Regions from separate parts of the Zea mays genome. Here all the other regions are linked to region 1. Evidence: chromatin contacts called from public Hi-C data. All regions are on one chromosome and are shown on one strand. The core of a region is the stretch at or near the end of the contact, and the rest is flanking DNA. Distances in the headings are between cores, read along the strand shown.

The links. Hi-C and Micro-C count contacts between places; a contact is called where the count stands out from the background.
Region 2: a contact with region 1 is called in a Hi-C map of ear, with 2.4 times the contacts expected there. The contact joins the promoter of LOC542727 here to the promoter of LOC100280888 in region 1. A contact is called at or near these places in 2 of 25 Hi-C or Micro-C datasets (ear and tassel).
Region 3: a Hi-C map of tassel shows a contact between it and region 1, with 4 times the contacts expected there. The contact joins the promoter of LOC100194044 here to the promoter of LOC100280888 in region 1. A contact is called at or near these places in 3 of 25 Hi-C or Micro-C datasets (bundle sheath, ear and tassel).

What each region holds. Positions count from the first base shown.
Region 1 is chr9:24,182,298-24,185,497 of Zm-B73-REFERENCE-NAM-5.0, reverse strand. It overlaps LOC100280888 (aminomethyltransferase), which reads right to left and starts at 1,642. Exons shown (of 5, transcript NM_001367145.1): 1 at 1,091-1,642; 2 at 1-28. The coding sequence starts at 1,572. It overlaps LOC100502305 (glycine-rich protein), which reads right to left. Exons shown (of 7, transcript NM_001414447.1): 7 at 1,871-2,369. The coding sequence ends at 2,245.
Region 2 is chr9:24,560,496-24,563,695 of Zm-B73-REFERENCE-NAM-5.0, reverse strand. It overlaps LOC542727 (enolpyruvylshikimate phosphate synthase 1), which reads left to right and starts at 1,711. Exons shown (of 8, transcript XM_008661109.3): 1 at 1,711-2,311; 2 at 2,840-3,081; 3 at 3,181-3,200. The coding sequence starts at 2,012. It overlaps LOC118473432, which reads right to left and starts at 288. Exons shown (of 1, transcript XM_035962814.1): 1 at 1-288. The coding sequence starts at 288.
Region 3 is chr9:24,533,765-24,536,964 of Zm-B73-REFERENCE-NAM-5.0, reverse strand. LOC100194044 (40S ribosomal protein S20) reads right to left here and starts at 1,441. Exons shown (of 3, transcript NM_001377195.1): 1 at 1,239-1,441; 2 at 1,027-1,140. The coding sequence starts at 1,368. LOC111590248 (small nucleolar RNA SNORD36) reads right to left here and starts at 914; the gene lies at 829-914. LOC111590252 (small nucleolar RNA SNORD36) reads right to left here and starts at 714; the gene lies at 630-714. LOC111590250 (small nucleolar RNA SNORD36) reads right to left here and starts at 161; the gene lies at 83-161.

The DNA.
Region 1 (3,200 bases), core at 393-2,892:
TATTTCAACCTTGGATCTCAAACGATATCTGAAAACAGGAAAAAGTTGCCAGGTCACAAGACATGGAATTTATCAACAGGAAAGGTCATCTAGAGGTGGGAGTTATCTGGATTACCAGGTTCACCGCAAAACTATAAGGCGCCGTTTGTTTCCTTTCATTTTGAGGAATTGGAATCTTACTATTGGAATAAGCTATTTTTTTAGAATGTGAAATTCCACCACTTTCCAAAGTTATCGTATAAGCCTATCTCAAATTCATGGGTGAGAGATAGAAATTGATTCTATAAATTTACATGCTATTTTTTCAATGTACAACTTATAGCACACTCTTCTACTTGCTTCGTTATAACTATCTCTCTCATATGATTTAAGATAATATACAAATATATTACATATATAAATATATGAACTTAATTAGTTTTGTCTAAATTATAATTATTAAAATGGAATTCAATTCCAACGAAACAAACGGGGCCTAACACAATATGGAGGATCTTTCAGCTACAAGTGTGCGAACTCTTATGTTATCAAGTAACCTAACAAACAATTGGCTAAAGTTAAGCTGCTTACTGCAAGGACAGTTCATCACTATGATTCTTACTTGACACAAAAATCTCCAACTAAGGTCTGTAATTGCCAACAGTGAGCTGCTTAACGATACACACTCCTAGCAGTGAGTTCCGTGATGATCTTCAAGAATTTTGCCACTTGAAAAGTTGTCACACTTGAGACTTCAAATTATGGCATAAAAATGCCAAATCAAGTGCACAACAAAATATAGGCGTGCAATTTAGTTTCATCATTCTAACCGAAAATGACCATCAGTCTGTCTGTGAACTCAAAATACCATCTAGACTTCCGAACACGTTATCCAGCAAAAAAAAGCCTGCTGTTTTGTCTTAAGGAGTGCTGCGCTCTGCGCTTCCTTTTTTTTTTTTGCTGATTAGCCCAAAATTCGAATTCAGTCTTACTATTCGGGGCCGCGGTTTGGTCACAGGAACTCCCAACAGACTGTACATACCATAGACTGAAACCTTATAATTATAGAGCGCTGAATTTTGTTAACAGGCTCGGTACGGTAGTCCGTCACCTCTTAAAGCAGGCGACGAGGTCGTCCACCTCGGCGGCGTCAACGTCTGCGAGTACCTCCTGCGGGTGCGGGTGCCCCTCGGGGGCCTCACCGGTCTCCGGCGCGGATCCTGTGCGGTCGAGCATCTGGGACCGCGGCGGGGGCCGGTAGAGGAAGAGGTCGTAGAGGAACCTGCCCTGCGGCGTGAGCAGCGCGGCGTAGGCGGGCGCCGCGGGGCCCCGCGCGGGCGCGTTCGGCGTGGGCGCGTACCGCTGCGGCGACGACGCGCCGGCCGCGGAGAAGGCGGAGAGGAGGTCGTTGGTGAGCAGCGAGTGGAGGAAGCGCGCCGCCTCGGGCCCCGCGAAGCGGACCACGGCGCGGGACGCCAGGCGGCAGGCCAGCACCCCCGGGCCGCGGCGCGGGGCCGGGGTCGTGTGGAGGGCGCGCGCGCCGCGCGGCAGCGGCTGGAGGAGTAGGCGGCGCGCGAGCGGCGGCGGCGGCATGGGTGTGTGTCACTCACTGGTCTGTGAAGTTGTCGAACCGATGGGTTGGGCTGCTTGGTGGTGGTTCGACGGGTTCTGGGCGTTTCTCTTTTGTTTTCCGGACGTGATGGTGCCAAAGCGTGGGGTGGACACGCGTGGCCAGGGGGCAGACGTGGCGTGAGGAGGGAGGGTCCGTCGTCCGCGTGGCCGTGCAGGTAGGAGGAAAGGACGAGAAACCACGGCCGGGGCCAAGCGGCGTGTTCACGATCAATCCGAGGCGGCCAGGCGGGTGACGTCCCCTCTGGCTCTGGTTCGGTTTGGACAGCCAGCAGCAGAGCATCTATTTTTTTTACGCAAACACAGAAGCAGATCGCTTCACATCCTTCAGCGACCCAAACAACTAGCAACAACACAGCAAAGCCAACTCAGACATACCGACTCAGGTTTACAATATACGCGATGATGATTTTACAGCAAGACTGGACGACACAAATTGTTTCACATCACGGATAATAAGGTAGCAGAGCACTGTACAGCTACAGAATCAGACAATAGCACGCGAGGTGCTGGGCGGACTCCGGTTACCTGGACCTCAGGTCGTTTCCTTGAAACGATCTTGAACCTAAACCTTGCATAGTAGTACAAACCAGCTGTTTATTTATCTACTCTATATATCTACTCCGTCCATGCTCTTCAGGAGATAGGGATGACCCGTGATTTTGGCTTCCCGTTGCGCCTCGGATCACGGCCTTGCTCGGTCCCAGGAAGCGCCCAGCCTGAGGCCGATCGCCGGTCACGTCCATTGGAGCTACGGTCACCTGCGGTACACCAACAGAAAGACGACTCAAGGTTAGAGAACGCGGATCTCGGTGGACCAACATAAGCTGCAGAGGACTCATCTTGACAAACCATTAGTAGAAAAGCACACATTCAGAACTACAGAAGACTCCCAACATAATCTCAGGACGAAGAATCCAAGCATTATTTCAGTTATTAATATGCCGCAGTTTTGGCTGCTGCATAAACCTGTGTGCCAGTTACTGCTGCAAAGCAGAAGTAAGCACCTAGCAAATCGGTAAAGAAGGAAGACTACAAGGATGGGCAGCAGAGAGATGCTCATGTTCACCTGTTCATAACCATGAATGGCCCTGCTCGTTGTCAGGCATGGATAGAAGTCGTGGGGTAAGATTTCATCCTAACCATTTCTGGAATCCAAAGTAGTCACTATTGCCATGTATTCATGGACATTGTTTATTACCCACACAATGTGCACCGAGTCTAGTAAAAGATGCTCAAGCAACATGTTTAACTCCACAGTGTTCACATCAGATTATGATAGCTCTACTAAATGAATAACAAAAATGATTTGGTGTTTTGTATTTATATTACTTCAAATTTCAGCATCGACTTAGTATAAATAAATACACAGACAAGATGCAACTGTATAGTGGATTGCGACCTCTTAGAAGGAATAAATCTTCTTCATCGAGAAATAATGCTAATAAAATAAATAATTTATTTTCAGAAAGGATAACATCCTTGGTTGATCAAGTCAACAATTGACAAGCAATTTGCATAACTTCTTCCAAGAGAAGATGTCTAGTGCACATGGGAGTTTGGCGCACATGGCGCATATATTAAATTATCAC
Region 2 (3,200 bases), core at 462-2,961, 380 kb before region 1:
CCTACGGAACATCTCGTCGGTGTAGATAGGATTTGCAGAGAAATAATTTGCTACAAGATCATCATGCGCACCTTGTCGATTCCTTGGAATAACTCTCCTGATTCCGGAGAGGCGTCTGCGGCGAGGTGGATTCGATGCTTCTCCATCGATTGCAACCTTCAAATTCTCTTCGATCTTCCTTCCAAATTCATCTAATATTTCATCCTCGGCAAGGAAATCTTCTAACGTGTAAACTTCACTGGGATCCAACTCGAAAGGATCAAACTCTCCCTCTGGTTCGTTTGACATTGTGGATGGAGTGACTAACCTGCTAACACCCTGCAACAATTTATACAGGAGCATATCCTCATGCACACGCAAAACTGATGTTGTCCACAAGACACGCACAGGACACGCACAGGACACGCAAACAGTTTCAGACTCATGCACACGCACATCAGTTTCAGACTCAGGCACACGCACATCAAATCACCTTCGCTTGTCGATGAGTCGCAGCCGCATCGTACAATGGCGATTTTACCGACGATAAGGCATGGGAGCACGAGCCGTCGCCGTCGCCTTGCGAGACGACGGGAGCGATCTCTCCCTTCATTTAATCTCTTCCACGTCAGGTTATTTTGCTGAGATGGCAGTATACAGACGGCAAAGTTAATGCCGTTGTACATGCCCTTAGACTCTTCCGTCACCAACTCACTTAGATTTTTACAACGGAACATAAGGTTCGCTTGCAGACTTACATATAAGGTATAGTTGCATAATAATCGCCTTATGCTGTACATTGCGACACCCGTAAATATTCGATGAAATATTAGTACACAATATTAAATAAGAACGAACAATACATATATTATCATTGATCTTAGTATCTCCTTTTGCTCCTCGTAGAACAATTCTGTGTAAATTATGCGTAAAATTCGAGGACCAAAACATTGGCTAGAAAAATACCTAAAATCAGTTTTGCAATTGTTTCTGATTTTCCTCATATTTTCTTGCTTATAAAGTTTTCCAAAAGTACCATTTTGGATGAAAAAACGGAAAACAACGCTGGTCTACTTGTAAATTTGGTAGTGACATTTGGGACCGTCTAGACACGACCTAAAAATAGTAGTCTAAAACATAGTCTGACACGATGCCTTAAAAATAGACGACAAAGCACAACACGATTAGATGTGTCGTGTTTTGACCGACACGACACAAAGTAAGGCACGATTTAAAACCCAATAAATAATATTTTAATGGTTATTTTATGTTCCAATAATTTTCATCTCTTCAAAAAAATGTTATAGAAATCATTGATACTTAGTTGAATATCCTAACACAATATATATATATATATTAATATATATATATATCAATTTTAAGTCACTTTGCTAGACATAGTAATATATTTTAAATATTTTCTCTTTCTTGTATATTTTTAAAATACACATCAGTTTTTATATGTGTCGTGCTTGAACCGACACGATATAATCATCGGTTCGCCGTACTTCTAGATCATGATGTTCCTAGGTTTTAATATTAAGAGACGGTCTATATTAACTCAAAACTATTTCGTGAAAGGCTAACTCGAAAAAAAAATGAATGTAATCACGGCCCGTCCTGGATTCGAGATTCTAACGTTTCATTCGTGTCCAGTGTGCACACTTGTGGAAAAGGAAGACGAAGAAAAAAACCAACAACTAACTCCGGCCCGCCGGATGCGCCCACCTACTTCCCCCTCGCCCCTCTCATGGTCTCTCTCGCGCCCAGATCTGCTACTAGACGGCACCGCTGCAGCGCGTCGTGTCGCGGGGGTTGGTGGCAGGCAGCGAGAGCTTGCCGTTCCTCTCTCTCAGTTGTCAGGTCCTAGGCTCACCTCACCGGCTCCCAGCCCGCTTCTATTTCTTCCTCCCCGACCCCGTGCAGGTGGCAGTCCAGTCCACGCCACCAACCGCGAGGCGAACCAAACCAACCCACTCTCCCCAACCCCGCGCGCCCAGGCCGCCCGCCCTACCAACCATCGGCGTCGGCAATGGCGGCCATGGCGACCAAGGCCGCCGCGGGCACCGTGTCGCTGGACCTCGCCGCGCCGTCGCGCCGCCACCACCGCCCGAGCTCGGCGCGCCCGCCCGCCCGCCCCGCCGTCCGCGGGCTGCGGGCGCCTGGGCGCCGCGTGATCGCCGCGCCGCCGGCGGCGGCAGCGGCGGCGGCGGTGCAGGCGGGTGCCGAGGAGATCGTGCTGCAGCCCATCAAGGAGATCTCCGGCACCGTCAAGCTGCCGGGGTCCAAGTCGCTTTCCAACCGGATCCTCCTGCTCGCCGCCCTGTCCGAGGTGAGCGATTTTGGTGCTTGCTGCGCTGCCCTGTCTCACTGCTACCTAAATGTTTTGCCTGTCGAATACCATGGATTCTCGGTGTAATCCATCTCACGATCAGATGCACCGCATGTCGCATGCCTAGCTCTCTCTAATTTGTCTAGTAGTTTGTATACGGATTAATATTGATAAATCGGTACCGCAAAAGCTAGGTGTAAATAAACACTAGAAAATTGGATGTTCCCCTATCGGCCTGTACTCGGCTACTCGTTCTTGTGATGGCATGCTGTCTCTTCTTGGTGTTTGGTGAACAACCTTATGAAATTTGGGCGCAAAGAACTCGCCCTCAAGGGTTGATCTTATGCCATCGTCATGATAAACAGTGGAGCACGGACGATCCTTTACGTTGTTTTTAACAAACTTTGTCAGAAAACTAGCATCATTAACTTCTTAATGACGATTTCACAACAAAAAAAGGTAACCTCGCTACTAACATAACAAAATACTTGTTGCTTATTAATTATATGTTTTTTAATCTTTGATCAGGGGACAACAGTGGTTGATAACCTGTTGAACAGTGAGGATGTCCACTACATGCTCGGGGCCTTGAGGACTCTTGGTCTCTCTGTCGAAGCGGACAAAGCTGCCAAAAGAGCTGTAGTTGTTGGCTGTGGTGGAAAGTTCCCAGTTGAGGATTCTAAAGAGGAAGTGCAGCTCTTCTTGGGGAATGCTGGAACTGCAATGCGGCCATTGACAGCAGCTGTTACTGCTGCTGGTGGAAATGCAACGTATGTTTCCTCTCTTTCTCTCTACAATACTTGCTGGAGTTAGTATGAAACCCATGGGTATGTCTAGTGGCTTATGGTGTATTGGTTTTTGAACTTCAGTTACGTGCTTGATGGAGTAC
Region 3 (3,200 bases), core at 192-2,691, 350 kb before region 1:
TGCAGATCCTATTTAACAAAGAAACAAAGAACATCCTCAAAAGTGTAGTAAAAGTAAAAATGATTAGAGAATGAAATGGGGCCAACCATCAGTTTTAAAAAGCTCGAATTTGTTAAGTCCTCAGAAAATCTCAGGAGTAAATTGTTTAGCATCACATGGTTAGCCCACAACAAAGATCAAGCCCAAGTGCCCAACACATTAACTCAGATAACTTAGAGTGACAGGGTGAAGCCCTAAAATAAAGTAGATGCTCAGTATTGAGCTTAACTTTCTAGGATACAGAAGGATATTTAGGAAAGCAAGAAGGTATCAAAAAAGAATATATGGTAACTTAATATATGCATCAGCTGTTCCCTTAAAAAATATGCAGCAACTGTTGGAAATCAGGAAACAAAGGCCTTGAATGCCCAAAATTGGTCACGCAATTTCACCATCAAGACTACCAACTCTGGGCAAAGCCTATTCAATACTAAACGATGCATGCTAAATTTGAGACAGGCCCAAACAAAAAGATTATTTAACAGCCAGTGTGAAAGTAGTATATGATCAAAAACAGTAACTAAACCAATGTTTAGCTAAAACCATGCAATATCTAGAATGTGATCCGCACTAAACATACTATCATAGGCCAAGCATCAGTTTTAAAAAGCTCGGTTTTAGAGACTTCAATGATGTAATATCTCAGCAGCATCTCCTAGTTAACATCATATGTTCAGCCTAAGATCGTATCCAAAGAATACGACACCACACAAATGCGCTTAAATGTTGATACACATTAATACAACATGATCCGTAAACGAAGATGAATCTTTCTCGGTGACAATACGCTAAGCATCAGTTTTAAAAAGCTCGATTTTTGGACATCAGAGATCCCGAAAGATCTCAGTCGATGTAGATGTTAACATCATCTGCTCAGCATACCACACATCGCAACCCACAGCTCTAGATATCCATCACAACAAACGTGACGATTCGAGACCTTCCTGTTGGACGTGAGAAGTTGAGGGGGAGGTAAGGAGAGGTCACCTTCTCCACAGGGAGACTTCCTGGTGGTGATGTGGAGCACCTTGGTAGGCATCCGCACGGGGCCCTTGACCTTGAGCTCCTTACCCTTGGCGCCCTTCACCAGATCCCCGCAGACTGCTCAAAGCGCAACGCCGCAACAACGAGCACGAGGTCAGTCCTTCGATCCCAACCCAACGCCGCATGAACAAAGGAGAAGACATCGGCGAGCGTACCTTTCTCGAGGTTCTTGACGCTCTTGGAGGAGAGCGTGATGCGGATCCTGTGCTGTGGATCCATCATGCCAGCCTCGAACCCGGCCTTGCCAGCCTTCATCGGCGGCGCGTACGCCATATCCGCCGCCATGGGTTGTGGGAGCAGGGAGAGGGACTCGGGCGCTAGGGTTTCGCCTCGTCGATGCCGGAGGAGAGGTGGCGGCGGACAGCGTTAGGTTTTGAGGCTCGCGTGGTGGAGGCATTTATGTAGAGGCGGGGAGGTTGAGGTGAGACCCCGCCTGGCCGTTGGATGTGGCTGAGGTGATCTGGCCGTTGGATCGGAGCTTCGTCCTTCGGGGAGGTGGGGTTTGTCAATGATAGTGGGCCCGTCAAAAGCTCCGGTTCGGGCAAGGCCGCAAGGCTGCGGCCACCGGCCCGCCACGGCCCACGTGTCGAGTTTAGATTCCAGAATCATCTCCTCTCGGGGGAAAAAACCCGTCCGTAGCAGGAACTGTGTCTGCTTTGGATTCGTGACACATATTCGTCCATCGATTGTAAAGTCGCAGGACAAGGATTTGTGATACGTATTTATCTATCAACGTTAAAACAACAGAACAAGGATTTGTAACACATATATTTATCTATCCTCGTGGAAAATAGTGCAACTTTTTATTGTTTCCTAGACTTGTTTGACTGCAACTGAATCCAATCAAATCCACATCTTTTGATTGCAATCCAATCCATATGAAGCCTTGTTCGGTTAATCCCGTTACCCATGGATTGGATGAGATTGGAAAAAATTAAGAAGAAGTTTGACTTGCTCGGGATTTAAACCCACCCAATCCCACTCAATCCATATGAATTGAGAGCTAACCGAACAAGCCCTGAGCTGGGCAAGACTAGAAGTGGAAAACCAGCTCATTTTCCATGCTAATCCATCCCAAACCAAGCCTAATTTAGGTCTTGTTTGATAGAGCTTCACTTCAAAAATTTCAACTTTGTTCCAATTTTTTTCACCCAAACAGGTCCAGCTCCACGAGCTCTAGCTTTAAAAAAATTGAAACTAGAGGCAAGTTTCATGAATTCATAAAGCTTTTTAAAGGGTGCTTCAAAAACATTGTTTTTATATCTCCTCATGAAGTTGTACGAAAATTACCTACCATATCACTGATTACGCAACATACAACTTCCGTTCTCTCGCGACAGGCCACTAATCATTAAGAATAATTAAGTAAACTCACGTAAATCAATTGTAATATAGAAGCTATAGTCCATATGCAAGCCAAACGCTTTTGAAAACCCCACCTTAATAATTTGTTGGAGTTATTTTATGGTGAAGCTGGAAAATCAAATCTGAAGTTTTTGAAGTAAAGACAGGCCCTTAGCTTCATCCAGATTCGCTTGAATCCATGTCGTGTTAATGTGGATTGTGATGCAGATTAGTTAACCTTTTACCACGAGCGAGCGCTGAACTGAGCTAGTTTTGGGGTGCCACCAAATGAGACCTGGCAAGCTGATTCAAATATGATCTCCTGTCCCACACTTCTTTTCTGCGGAAGTGGCCTTCTCATTCTAGTCTGTACAAGCTATTGCATAGATTGTTACTTTCTCCATTTTATAAATATATGATACCGTTGATTTTTTAAAAAAATTATAACTATTTATTTTACTTAAAAAATAATGAGTTATCATTTATTTTTATAATTTGTTTTATTATTTAAATTAGTTTATGTTTGACTTAAAATTTTATATTTTTAAATAAATATTTTGAATAAAACGAATGATCAAAATTTCCGGAAAAAAACGTTAGTATTTTTCCAGTGATTGGTAACACACATACACAAAAATATTGGCGAAGTGACGTTGCGCTCCTCAGGCGTATGCTTCTGGAAGTTGCCAAACTGCTATGCTGTATTTCTGAATGATCAAGCCTCATGACATTAAAATTTAAAAGCCATCATCCGCACGTCAATCAGCTCTAAC